2 separate regions of the Callithrix jacchus genome follow, and region 1 is linked to region 2. A link is a contact called in public Hi-C data. All regions are on one chromosome and are shown on one strand. Each heading gives the region's core, a stretch centred on a gene start, on an enhancer-like site or on the middle of the called end of the contact. The rest is flanking DNA. Distances are from core to core; before and after follow the strand shown.

Region 1 (6,441 bases), core at 3,654-6,153, 190 kb before region 2:
TTACCTAGCTCACAAAAAAAGACACTGCATATCCACTACCAATCTTTATTAGTTCCAAAACTCCATTCATACCCTATTTTAGATCACTGTCCCAACCATGACTAGGCTCTCTTGATCTGTATCTGACATTAATTATCTGCGTAGGCTTGAAAAACAAAAAGAAAGAAAAAGAAAACAATAATAGCAGCAAAAGGCAACGGAGACACTGATTAGAATGGATGACAGAAAGTTCAGGTATTCTTTGTCACCATATGTTCTGAGATAATAGATATAAAGACTTTAAATAATAATATTGTCAATAACTTCCATCACTAGTAACTATTCACCAAAATACTCTTTAACAATATGTTACACTACAAAACAGCGTTTAACAAAATTATTACCTGGCAATAAGCATAGTTTCCAAGAGCTTTATGAGCTTCATCAATAACTAGACATTTTATTTCAGCAGCGGGACAAGCTCCTCTAGAAAGGTCATTTACCATGACCTGAGGTGTAAGAAAAAGGACTCTCTTACTGCACCATATTTCCTTCCTGGTGAAAGCTTGTGTAGACCCTGGAAATAAAAGTGACATTCTACATTCTAAACTTCAGACTGTTATCCATAAAACATAAATAGCCTAGCCTTTTCAAAATGCAAACACGCTTTGGTAATCTTAAGAGGAAAACAATTTGACAATCTATGGGAATGCTACAAATATCAAAGCAGGCACTTATCTAGGACTACAGCCAAATTGTCTTTAGAGAATTCCTACAAAATGGCATAATGTTTGAAGAGACGCAAACTCTCTTCAACTGAGAAATCTTTTTTCAGGAAGAATGCCAGGAAACATCATGGTCAGTTACTCATGAGGTATACACACATAATAGCTTCAAAACACTATAACAAGCTGCAGATACTCTCGGAAGATTGAATAAAGCAATCCTATTCAGCAGTGTTGCGCTTGCTACAAGTAGAGAATGTTTTAAGAGGGGGGCATAAGATGCATGTATTGTATAGCTTGGGAACTATTCCACATGGGACAGGAATTCCTTTAGCTCTATGTCCACGGAAATGTATGTTTTCCCTGGAAACCCAGCTCTTACTTCAAATTAGTCCAGTTTAAGATACCTGTCATTTCGGCCATGTGGGATTGCGGGATACCCATCACCTGGTAGCAAGCCTCGATCTGCTGTGTCACCAAGGGTTTCGTTGGGGCCATGAAGACCACCTTTCCTGAAGGGAACCAGCGGTAAAAATTATACATGACCACGGCGGCGATAAAGGTCTTTCCCAGTCCGGTGGGCAGACACACCAGCGTGTTGCAGAACAGAGCAGCCCGGGAGATGTGCAGCTGGTAGTCCCGCACTGGACAATTGGTAGGGTAAATCCACAGGGCGCCCGAGGAAGTGCAGAACCCGCCATTCTCTAGACTTAGCTGCTGCTCAGCCTCGTACACCGCAACAAGCAACACATCATCGTCCGACTCCGGCTCAGCCTCCGCTGCTGCTGGCAAAGGCGCCTTGGAGCTGCCAGGGCTCTGAGGTCGCTCAGTTCCGGAGCTGCAACCCGGAGCCCCAGATGATCGGGAGATGCTTGAGCCCCAAGTCTGAAAAAGCGTTCTTTGTCCTCCGCTCATTAGGCCGACAACACCCAAAGGCTTCACTCAGATACCCGTGGCAGCAGCAGCTCAACCGCTACGGTTCGGATCCCCATCAGTTTCCTTCGCACAAAAACCGAACGAGGAGGGACTAAGGCCAGTTTATCCAGTTGTAAATACCGCCACAGAGTTTGCGTTGGAAATATGATTGGCTGGCTTCCCGGAAACTCTCTCCTTTCTTCCGGAGACGCATGCGCATTATAAGGCGTTACTCAAATATGCTCCCTTGAAGTTCCGGTGTTTTGTTTTGTTTTAACAGGCTCTAAATTTAAGTTCCGTTTCCAATGGTTAGGTGTCTGGGAGTCACCGCTAAGGTGATAAATCACTTAAAATGTTATAAAAGAGATTTATTATATATTATATACCAGGGTACCATGAAATACTCATCAATTTGTGAATTTAATGTTATTGAGCCTCTAACGTGTCTCATTCCTTGCACTTTTTTTTTTTTCAGACAGTCTCACTCTGTCGCCCAGGCTGGAGTGCAATGGCGCGATCTCGGCTCACTGCAGCCTCCGCCTCCCGGGATCAAGCGATTCTCCTGCATCAGCCTCCCGAGTAACCGGGATTACAGGAGCGTGCCACGGCGCCTGACTAATTTTTGTATTTTTGGTACAGAGGGGGTTTCACCATGTTGGCCAGGCTGGTCTCAAACTCCTAACCTTGTGATCCACCTGCCTCGGCCTCCCAATCCTTGTACTTTGAAATCGGATATAAGGTAAAAAGCAGAAGTGTGTAGATAGAATAATTTGTCTTATATCTCTATCTGGGATGAGAAAAAAATGCCAAGTCTCTTTTTCACCATGCTAGGAGTGGCAACCCGTTATTTTATTTTTTCTGTTTTTGTTTTGTCTTTTGAGACGTCGTTTCTTTCGCCCTTGTTACACAGGCTGGAATGCAATGGCGCGATCTCAGTTTACCGCAACTGCCTCCCAAGTAGCTGGGATTACAGGCATGTGCCACCACGCCTGGCTAATTTTATGTTTTTAGTAGAGACGGGTTTCACCGTGTTGGTCAGGCTGGTCTCGACCTCCTGAGCTCAGGTGATCGGCCTACCAAAGTGCTAAGATTACAGGCGTGAGCCACCATGCCGGCCTATTTTTATATTTTCATTGTTTAAAGGGAAGTGAACTTGATCTGGTCCAGCTATTCGTCAGAATTTTTTTTTTTTTTTTTTTTTTGAGACGGAGTTTCGCTCTTGTTGCCCAGACTGGAGTGCAATGGCACGATCTCGGCTCACCACAACCTCCGCCTTCTGGGTTCAAGCAATTCTCCTGCCTCAGCCTCCCTAGTAGCTGGGATTACAGGCGCGCACCACCATGCCCAGCTAATTTTTGTATTTTTAATAGAGACAGGGTTTCACCTTGTTGACCAGGATGGTCTCGATTTCTTGACCTTGTGATCCACCCGCCTCGACCTCCCAAAGTGCTGGGATTATAGGCTTGAGCCACCTCGCCCGGCCCAGAATTTAAAAAAAAAAAAAAAGCTTCTTGCAGAGCAGGGGTAACTCATAAGCAGCATGCCCAGAGTAAGCCTAATTTTTTTTTTTTTTTTTTTGAGACGGAGTCTTGCTCTGTTGCCCAGGCTGGAGTGCAGTAAGTAGCACATCTCGGCTCACTGCAACCTCCGCCTTCCAGGTTCGAGCGATTCTCCTGCCTTAGCCTCCTGAGCAGCTGGGATTACAGGTGCGCCCCATCACGCCCAGCTAATTTTTCTATTAGTAGAGACTGGGTTTCACCATGTTGGCCAGGCTGGTCTCGAATTCCTGACCTGGTGATCCTCCCTCCTAGGCCTCTCAAAGTGCTGGGATTACAGGCCCGGCCAGAATTTTTTTTCTTATGTAAGGAGTCCTGATGTTCAACTATTAAATCTTTATTACACATAAGAGCATTATAATAAACGTCGGTGTGCAATTACTCCACTCTAACGAAGATTTCGATCTCAGTCAATTCCTAACTTCTTCTCTCTAAACCTGACAACTTTGAGTAACAGCTGTAAATGTTTCCTTGCGTACTGAAAAAATATATATACATCACAGAGTTACGAGCATTAATAATGTCATTTTCATTAGCAAGTGACATCCTGAGTGCAGCTTCTTTAGAAATTGTTTTGTTCAAGTTTCTGAACTTCGTTTTATACAAACTTTCTCGTGTCTGTATGTGGGGAAGGGGATGAGCAGTTTGTATTTAAGTTTCAGTTGTGTGATCTTTTTTTTTTTTTTTGAGACGGAGTTTCGCTCTTGTTACCCAGGCTGGAGTGCAATGGCGCGATCTCGGCTCACCGCAGCCTCCGCCTCCTCGGTTCAAGCAATTCTCTCGCCTCAGCCTCCTGAGTAGCTGGGATTACAGGCACACGCCACCATGCCAGCTAATTTTTTGTATTTTTAGTAAAGACGGGTTTCACCATGTTGACCAGGATGGTCTCAATTTCTTGACCTCATGATCCACTCGCCACGGCCTCCTAAAGTGCTAGGATTACAGGCGTGAGCCACCGCGCCAGGCAGTTGTGTGATCTTTAAAAGGCCGGGCACGGTGTCTCACGCCTGTAATCCCAGCACTTTGGGATGCTGAGGCGGGCGGATCACGAGGTCAGGAGTTAGAGACCAGCTAGCCAACATAGTGAAACCCCGTCTCTACTAAAAATACAAAAATTAACCAGGTGTGGTGGCGTGTGCCTGTGGTCGCAGCAACTTAGGAGGCTGAGGCAGGAGAATCGCTTGAACCGGGAGGTGGAGGTTGCAGTGAGCCGAGATCACGCCATTGCACTCAAGCCCTGGCAACGGTGCGAAACTCCGTCTCAAAAAAACAAAAGGGGAGGAGAGATGGTGTGTTTCCTGATCGACAAGGACTGAGCCAGTTTAGGTGTGAATTTTTAGAATAGAACTAGATAAAACGAGATGAGGAGCCCATTCAGGGGCTTTCTTTTAACAGGTAATAGACTGAGCTTTAAAGCCATAGTTGCCATAAGCAATAACAGTGAGTAATGGCTGATAAATGTCGCTACCATCATCGGCCGCTTCACAGCGGATATAATTCAGAATTAAGGACCACTAGCGGTCTTCAATTCGGTGAACTGCTGAGACCACTGCGGTAGGTTTTTTAACCCGGACCCAACAAAGAAGCCCACATAGCACAACCTTGACGTCACTCAAAGACAGGTCCCAGTCCCGACTGCTAGAGCAGTGACCCGCCCCTCGACTTCCGTCAGGGGCCACGCCACGCCTCAGGGGGCGGGGCGATGCCGAACTGCGGCGGGCTGGCTCAGTAAAGCAGAGGCGGCGGGGGAAGATGGCGGCGGCTGTTCCACAGCGGGCGTGGACCGTGGAGCAGCTGCGCAGTGAGCAGCTGCCCAAGAAGGACATTATCAAGTTTCTGCAGGACCACGGCTCAGATTCGGTACCGGAGGCGGAGGGGCGGCCGGGCTGGTGCGGCTGAGGGACGCCTCACCCCCCTGGAGATGCCCATACATTCCGTATTCCTCTGTGCCTCCGCCCTCGTCTTCCCGCGGCCGGTGGCCGGGCAGGCCGCAGCGGCCCAGTGTGCGCCTCAGAGCCTAGCTCCCGCCCCTCGGCGTGCCCTACTGGGGCGGCGGAGCAGCTTTATTTCTTGGGGCACACGGGTTGGCAACTGTGGAGTTAGGACCTCATTGGGATCCTTGAGTAGGGGTGGAGGCCAGAAAAAAAGGGACCCGAAGATATTGGGGATTAGGGCGGGGAAGCCGAGGAATAGTGGTGTGGATGAGACTCCTGGGAGCGGGGCGTCGGCTACTAGGGAAAAAGGGATGTGAAGATTTCTATGGGAACGGTTATCCAACTTAACTTTTCTCAACAATTTACTAAATACTTAATATTAATGCGAGTGATTTTTTAAAAATCCGTAGGTTGTGGTTTACGTTTTGGTTTAACATACCGACCCTTTAATGACCTTCTCACCTTTATACTTTCAGGGAGGTACGTGCACATTTCTCTTGTGCAGTGGTCTCCCATTGTTATAAACAGATTAAGAAATTTATTTGAAATTCTTTATACTGTATGCTCTCCATTGTCAGCATAGTCTCCATCTTAACCATATGTCTATAGTGAAGTTATTTTTGTTTTTTTTTTTTCCTTTGGAAATTAAGATCATTCATGTGTCTCTTAAATTGCTGAGATAGTTGTGCACGCCGCATTCTCCTCTGACAAGTGGCAGACTGCTTGTGTTTTCTATACAATTTTAAAAATTCCTAAACTTTAATTTAGAAAAATTGTTTCTGGGTTTTATTTTTGAGCTGGAGTCGAGCTGTTACCCAGGCTGGAGTGCAGTGGAGTGATCTCGGCTCACTGCAACCTCAGCCTCCTGGGTTCAAGCGATTCTCCTTCCTTAGCCTCCCAAGCAGCTGGGACTACAGGTGCGCGCCACCACGCCCAGCTAACTTTTTTGTATTTTTTTTTTTTTTAATAGAGACGGGGTTTCACCATGTTGGCCAGAATGGTCGATCTCTTGACCTCGTGATCCGCAGGCCTCGGCCTCCCGAAGTGCTGGGATTCAGGCTTGAGCCACCACGCCTGGCCTTAAGTTTTTTGTATTTTTAGTAGAGACAGGGTTTCACCATATTGGCCAAGGTGGTCTCGAACTCCTGACCTCGTGATTCACCCGCCTTGGCTTCCCAAAGTGCTGGGATTACAGGCGTGAGCCACCGTGAGGAGATTATATTTTATTTCATTTTGGAAGGGTGTCTTGACAGGGCGATATAAGAACTCTCCAACTTCCAGTTCCTTCTTCCTGAATCATTATCCTGGCAGTTGCATCTTAGATTAATGTAG
Region 2 (6,121 bases), core at 405-2,904:
TAAACAAAGCACCTGCTGAGGTCCTACTTCCTTCATTAGCTTGAGAAAGATTTTCATGTATTCTTGTTTGATCACCAACTTGTTGTCTGCCAGCACTTTGACTGAAGCTGCTATAACCGGTCCCAAAAACTGCTGTACCTGCTTTCCAAGGCGAGTAACCAGTAAATGTAAGACTTGAAGTGTGCCATGGACCACTCTGAAGTTAGAATCATCTAACAAATTATATAGCAAACTAATGAAGCCAACAAGACTAGAATGAGGAGTAGAACTAGGGTTAAATTTTCCCAGCACCTGCTTTAGTTCTTCGACGGCCTGAGTCCGGTTCTTATAGTCTTCCTGATCCAACAACCGTGAATGCAGCTCCTGAGGAATAATCCCAAATTTAAGATTGCTGTTGGAAAGAGTCACTGGACAGGGAAGGGGATCTTGAGGAAATCCAGAGGCTTCAAGTTCCAAATAATAAGGAACCTCACCACCAAACTGGGACTCCAGGCGCCGATTGTAGTGTCTCCTCAGGGCAGAGGGCAGACGAGAAATATAAGACTGAAATCTGTCTTGGCCAAGTCGCTCCCCAATTTGTTGAAGTGCGGAGAAAGCTGTCTCAGATTCTTCTTCTGTCTCCTGATCACCAAGCTTTCGGGCTAGGGATATTATCACCTCGGTGAGATCCAAACCAAGTAACAAGTCCTCAGTAGTAAGCAAGATGGGGAGCAGCAGTGCTGTGGAAGCTCTAAGTCGGGCATCGGTACTTTCCAGTCCTTGCTGTATAAGCGTTCTCAGCACCTCTCCAGAACTACGTTTCAGACATATATGCAGAATCTGCAGCGCATCTTTCCGCAAGGCTGGATTCTCTTCCCGTAACGAGACTACTAGTTGAGGCAAAAGTGCTAAGCTAAAGGCCTCTTCCAGCTGGCCTGCCTCCCCCTGACCCCGGAGAACGTCTGAGAGAAATTGCAAGCAGAGTCGCTTCTCATCACTACCTCCTTCCACAAGCACTCGGCCCAGTGCCCGATACAAAGCTTCCTTGCGTCGGGGGAAGCCAAGTCGACCGCCCCGCCTCGGCAAAGCAGCTTGCAAAGCCTGAAAGGCCTCAGAAGGATCCGGCGCGGTGCGAAGGAGTTGAAGGAGCCGAGTCTCCTCTTCATCTCCCCCAGACAAACTGCCTCCAGACCCAGACCAGCTGCTAGAGACTGCCTCCGAGGGCAACAAGAGGGCCGAGGCCAGAGGCGAGGTGGCAGTGGGGCAGGAACCGTGGTCCCCAGCAGCTCCACGGCAGTAGCAATTTTTCTCTCCTCTCATAATGTCCCCAACTCGACTATCATCAGTCTCTGAGGCGGAAGGACGACTGCGGCTCTGGAGCTGATAGGCACAGAGGACTGGAAAGGGCGGCAGCAGAAGCAGCGCGGTGGGCGCAGCCGCCATGCAGGGTCGTCAGGTGGCTGTGGCTGGAAGAAACCATTGCTGTCTCGGATGGGCTCAATGGAGCCCAGACTTCCAGATCCTCTCCAAGGCCCAAACTGCAGAAGAGGAAAAAGGACAGCTTCAACCTGCCGCCAGGCCGCCCCCAACTCCGGGAGGCAGCCTCTGGGAAAATGGCCCCCGTCTGCGCCCTAGACCCCACAGCTGCCGCCGGGCGTAACCAGGGGCACCACGTGACCAAACCGATCGCTTCCATGGTGATGTACCCAGCGCGGACCTCTTAACCCGGAAGTCCACTTGCCGTGATGAATGCTGGGTTACGTAGTTTACGTCAGATATTAAGACTAGGCCAAGGTCTCCTGGAAGAGGAAGTCACAACGCTGTAAACGTAGCTAGAGCGGAGAAGGGAGGAGGGGTGAAGACTTTAGACGGATGTGACGCTCTCCTTGCTCTGGGCGGAAATTGCCCGCCCCACCCGTAAGAGTTGGGGTTTGACCGGAGCTAGTGAGGATCCAGTCCAGGTCCGAGTTGTCCGCGACTCCTCCTCCTGTCGCTGCCAGCGTGATTACTGGGACTCAGGTATTTTCCTTTTGCTGTCCTCCAGCGGTGCAGGCTTTGGCAGTGTTTTGCCTGAATGCCACTGGTGCTAGAGTAAGAGGCAAAGGAATGAACGGAGCAGGTGGAAAGAGAGGCGACATCTTCTTGTGCAGGGCTCGTTACCCTTGTAAACGCGTTACTCTCTACAGCCCTGAGTAACAGCGATCCTTTCCTCTTGTCATCTGCTTGTCAGGACAGAAGATCCGGACCACGGCCAAGCTCACAAATCGGGTACTTTTTTTCAATTCCTGGTCTTTGGGGCCTTTATTCTCCCCGCCCTCCTACCCCTTCTCCTTTTGTTGACTTCTCTTAACCCTCCGGCCGTGGAGGGTTAATTTTTCGGGGGTAGGGAGGGGGGCGGCGGCCTTGTTTCCTTATCTCCATCACTTTGCGTTCTCTATAAAACGCACACAATCTGGAAATAGGTCTGTTTTGTTTTTGTTTTTGTTTTTGTTTTCCTGTAGCTAACCGCCTCTCCCCTAGCCGTTATCAAAGTCTTTCCTTCTAATGCAGTTCCTCTTTGGGACTCTCCCCTTCCCTCCGCCCCCTCCGTCTGCCGCCCTAGCTTCCCTGCAGGATCCTCAAGCGTCTCTGCAGCCTTTCAGTCTCCTAGAGACAGATTGCGAAGACAATTTCAGTTGCGGTGGAAGTTCTTGGCATCACGGTTCTCAGGGAATTCTGCCCTGTGGATTTAGGAATGATAGTAGACATTTCTTTATTTTAGGCGAACTGAGAATTTGGTGTGCATTTTTCTTCTCGTAAATGATACTTAAACGGACAGACCGAAAGAGCTGGAATGTCTAGTGTGAGCCTGAATGCTTTGGAGTGTGGAAGAGAGATGTTTTTTTTGAAGGAGTAATACAATTACTTTTGAATGACCCGTGCGAAAAGTCTAAGTTATCATTTGAAGACCCAAATTTATGCACTTCAGATGCAAGTTTTCCTACTCTGCTCTGTACCAGGTGGGATTTCTCTTAAATACTTTTTAAAGCCTTGGAGTGATTGAGTCACATATGCCAAACAGCTTTATAAATAATGCTTCCAGCTGATGCAAGTGCAAAAATAATTTCTGGATTTTTGCCTTAAAGCACAATTTGAATATCACAGATTTTTTTGCGGGGATTGGAGGGGAATAGACTATTAATGTAAATGAGGCTGTGTAAATATGCATTCTGTGTTTTGGTTTAAATTCTAGGTTGTTACTTTGGTTTTGATGGCCATTTTCGTGTTTAAATGAATCTGCCTAAATTAGGATTGGCTAGCATGTTTGATTTTAGGGACAGATTAAAGATAAGAAGGTGAAAAACAATAAATGATTGTAGCAGTTGCCGATGAGAAAGTATTTGGTTCTCATATTTAACCTAAGAAGCTTAAATGCATAGACTTCTGCTCACGTATTGCCCATACTTGAGGAACCCAGTTCAAACTAACCTGGAGAATGATGGACACATTACAATGCCAGTTTATGTTGGATCGGAATTTTCAGGTTGAAAATCCAGTACACCCTCTCTTGTACCCAAGAACTTGGGAAGCCAAGTTAATAACTAGAGGTTGTGTAGTGATCATGGAATCACAGAAAAGGAACTTCAAAAGTCTTAAATGAAAGACGTGGATACTTAAGCAGTTATCATGCCCTGTTCCTGGGGACAAAGCAAGATGAGTCTTCCTTTTGACTCGTTTTTTTATGTCCCTGTGGATACATTGCAGATTGCTATTTATTTTATATCTGTTATATTTTGTCTCTTTGATTGAAGACTTAGAAGATGCATTAGTCTCCGTGGTGGATATTCATCAGCATCACGTCTTACTGATTATCTTTTAGAGTTATTTTGTGGAACATGAATCTCATCCGTTTAATGTGTATTCTGTTTACTACGAAGCAGATTTTTTAAAAAATCTTACTTTGGAGGCCAGGCACTGTGACTCACACCTGTAATCCCAGCACTTTGGTGGGGCCAAGGAGGGTAGATCACGAGGTCAAGAGTTCAAGACCAACCTGACCAACATGGTGAAACCCCACCTCTACTAAACATACAGAAATTAGCCAGTGGGGTGGTGGGCACCTGTAGTCCGAGCTTCTTAGGAGGCTGAGGCTGAAGAATTGCTTGAACCCTGGAGATGGAGGTTGCAGTGAGCCAAGATTGTGCCACTGCACTCCACCCTGGGCAACAGAGTGAGACTGCATTTCAGAAAAAAAAAGAATCTTACTTTGGAAATCTAGGAATTCCTCATATATTGACTTAAGCCTTTTGTATTTAATCATATTTATATAGAGTACAAGTTTTAATCAGTTTTTAGAATAGTAGAATACACTAGTAGGTGTTTTATTAGTAATACACCTCGGAAAGTTAAAAGGACATGGTTAAGGATACATTGAAAATTGCAAATTCAGGTAAAACAAATTTAAAATTTTAGTAACTTTAAGAGTGTAGTTAAATTAGTGAATTATAGGAATGTTTGTGCTACATATGTTAATTTTCTTCGCTGAACTTAAGGATAAACACAATTGCCTTAAAACTTCCTTTGTTTCTAGAATCAGAGATAACACATTAGTTCCCTGGGCGAGTCACTATGATTTTTCTGTGCTCTTACTCAGATTTTACAGACATCCAGGAATATTGAACGTCAGTGTGAATTCTGCAAACTATAAAGAATTTTGTATAGTTTGAGAAGTTATTGTGAAGAAATGCTATGCAAATAAAAGTTGCTGTTAATATTAACAAATAATTACAATAATACCATGTTTTGGCCGGGCACGGTGGCTCACGCCTGTAATCCCAGCACTTTGGGAGGCCGAGGCGGGTGGATCACAAGGTCAAGAGATTGAGACCATCCTGGCCAACATGGTGAAACCCCGTCTCTACTAAAAATACAAAAAATTAGCTGGGCACAGTGGTGCGTGCCTGTAATCCCAGCTACTCAGGAGGCTGAGGCAGGAGAATTGCCTGAACCCAAGAGGCGGAGGTTGCGTTGAGCCGAGATCGCGCCATTGCACTCCGGCCTGGGTAACAAGAGCGAAACTCCACCTCAAAAAACAAACAAACAAACAAAAAACCATGTTTTGAGTATTTGTTATGTGCCATGCACCATACTAGGTACTTAGTAAATATTAACTCATTTAATCCTCACAAGAATTTTTTGAGGTTACATCTTCTACATTTGGACTATGACACATTTGATGGGTGTTCCACAAAAGAGTAATTGGACAGAGGAAGAAAGTAAAACTCACATTTGCTTAGAGCTTGGAGAAAGTTTTGTTTGAGGTCAGTGTTGAAACTTTAGGATAAAATTAGATTTTTTTCCATTATTAATTATTCATACATTTTATTATATATCATTGGATTATATATTTTTTCATTTTTTTAATCCTTGTTTGCTTGAAGATTATATTTTAATTTATCTTTTTTGAATTACTATTCAAAATCTTTTTAGTTTCTTTTTTGAGGTAACACTTTAATAAGAAATTATGAGCTTATTTTATACAGGATTGACAGTTTTCTTGATGTATATGAGTGATATATTTTCATCTACTTAGGTTTATCTTCCAAAGCCATTACATATTTCTTTCTTCAGTCAAAACCATAATTTTAAACAAAAATCCAACTTGTATTGCATATTAATTACTATGTATAGGTTAACGTAATTTCACGTCTGTTGCAAACACTTTTTCAGTGGATAGGTTAATTATGTAACTTAGACACCTGTCATAACATGGATTCAGAAATAACACAGAAGAAAGCAAGTTCCTAAAGCCATTACCACATCCAGTAAGGCTCTGACAGGCTTCTAATAATAATCTTAGTCAAGTAATAATAAAGGCAAATCTTAGAGAAATGGAAAAATCCCAATTTATTCCACAGGCTCACTGATAAATTATATACCATTCTTAGTTGAATTCTCCTATCAGGAAAGTTGAACTGTGGAAAAGAAATTTAAGAAAAGAGCAGATGGAATAAAATATTCTCCTATTACAGAAAACTGATTTTTTTTTTTTTTTTAGCATACTCTTGATTTCTCTTCCCCATTTATTTACTCTGGTTGTGATCTATATAGGGTGGCAGATAATTGCCTCCCAGCTGATTTCAGCACCACTGTTTTGTGGCTT

Evidence for each region. Hi-C and Micro-C count contacts between places; a contact is called where the count stands out from the background.
Region 1: a Hi-C map of skeletal muscle shows a contact between it and region 2, with 3 times the contacts expected there. The contact joins the promoter of FKBP3 here to the promoter of TOGARAM1 in region 2. A contact is called at or near these places in 2 of 3 Hi-C or Micro-C datasets (both in skeletal muscle).

The regions. Positions count from the first base shown.
Region 1 is chr8:79,697,854-79,704,294 of calJac240_pri, reverse strand. FKBP3 (FKBP prolyl isomerase 3) reads left to right here and starts at 4,903. Exons shown (of 7, transcript XM_002753855.7): 1 at 4,903-5,035. The coding sequence starts at 4,928. It overlaps FANCM (FA complementation group M), which reads right to left and starts at 1,718. Exons shown (of 22, transcript XM_078334829.1): 1 at 1,112-1,718; 2 at 384-556.
Region 2 is chr8:79,509,912-79,516,032 of calJac240_pri, reverse strand. TOGARAM1 (TOG array regulator of axonemal microtubules 1) reads right to left here and starts at 1,654. Exons shown (of 20, transcript XM_035260411.3): 1 at 1-1,654. The coding sequence starts at 1,422. KLHL28 (kelch like family member 28) reads left to right here and starts at 1,897. Exons shown (of 6, transcript XM_078334837.1): 1 at 1,897-1,998.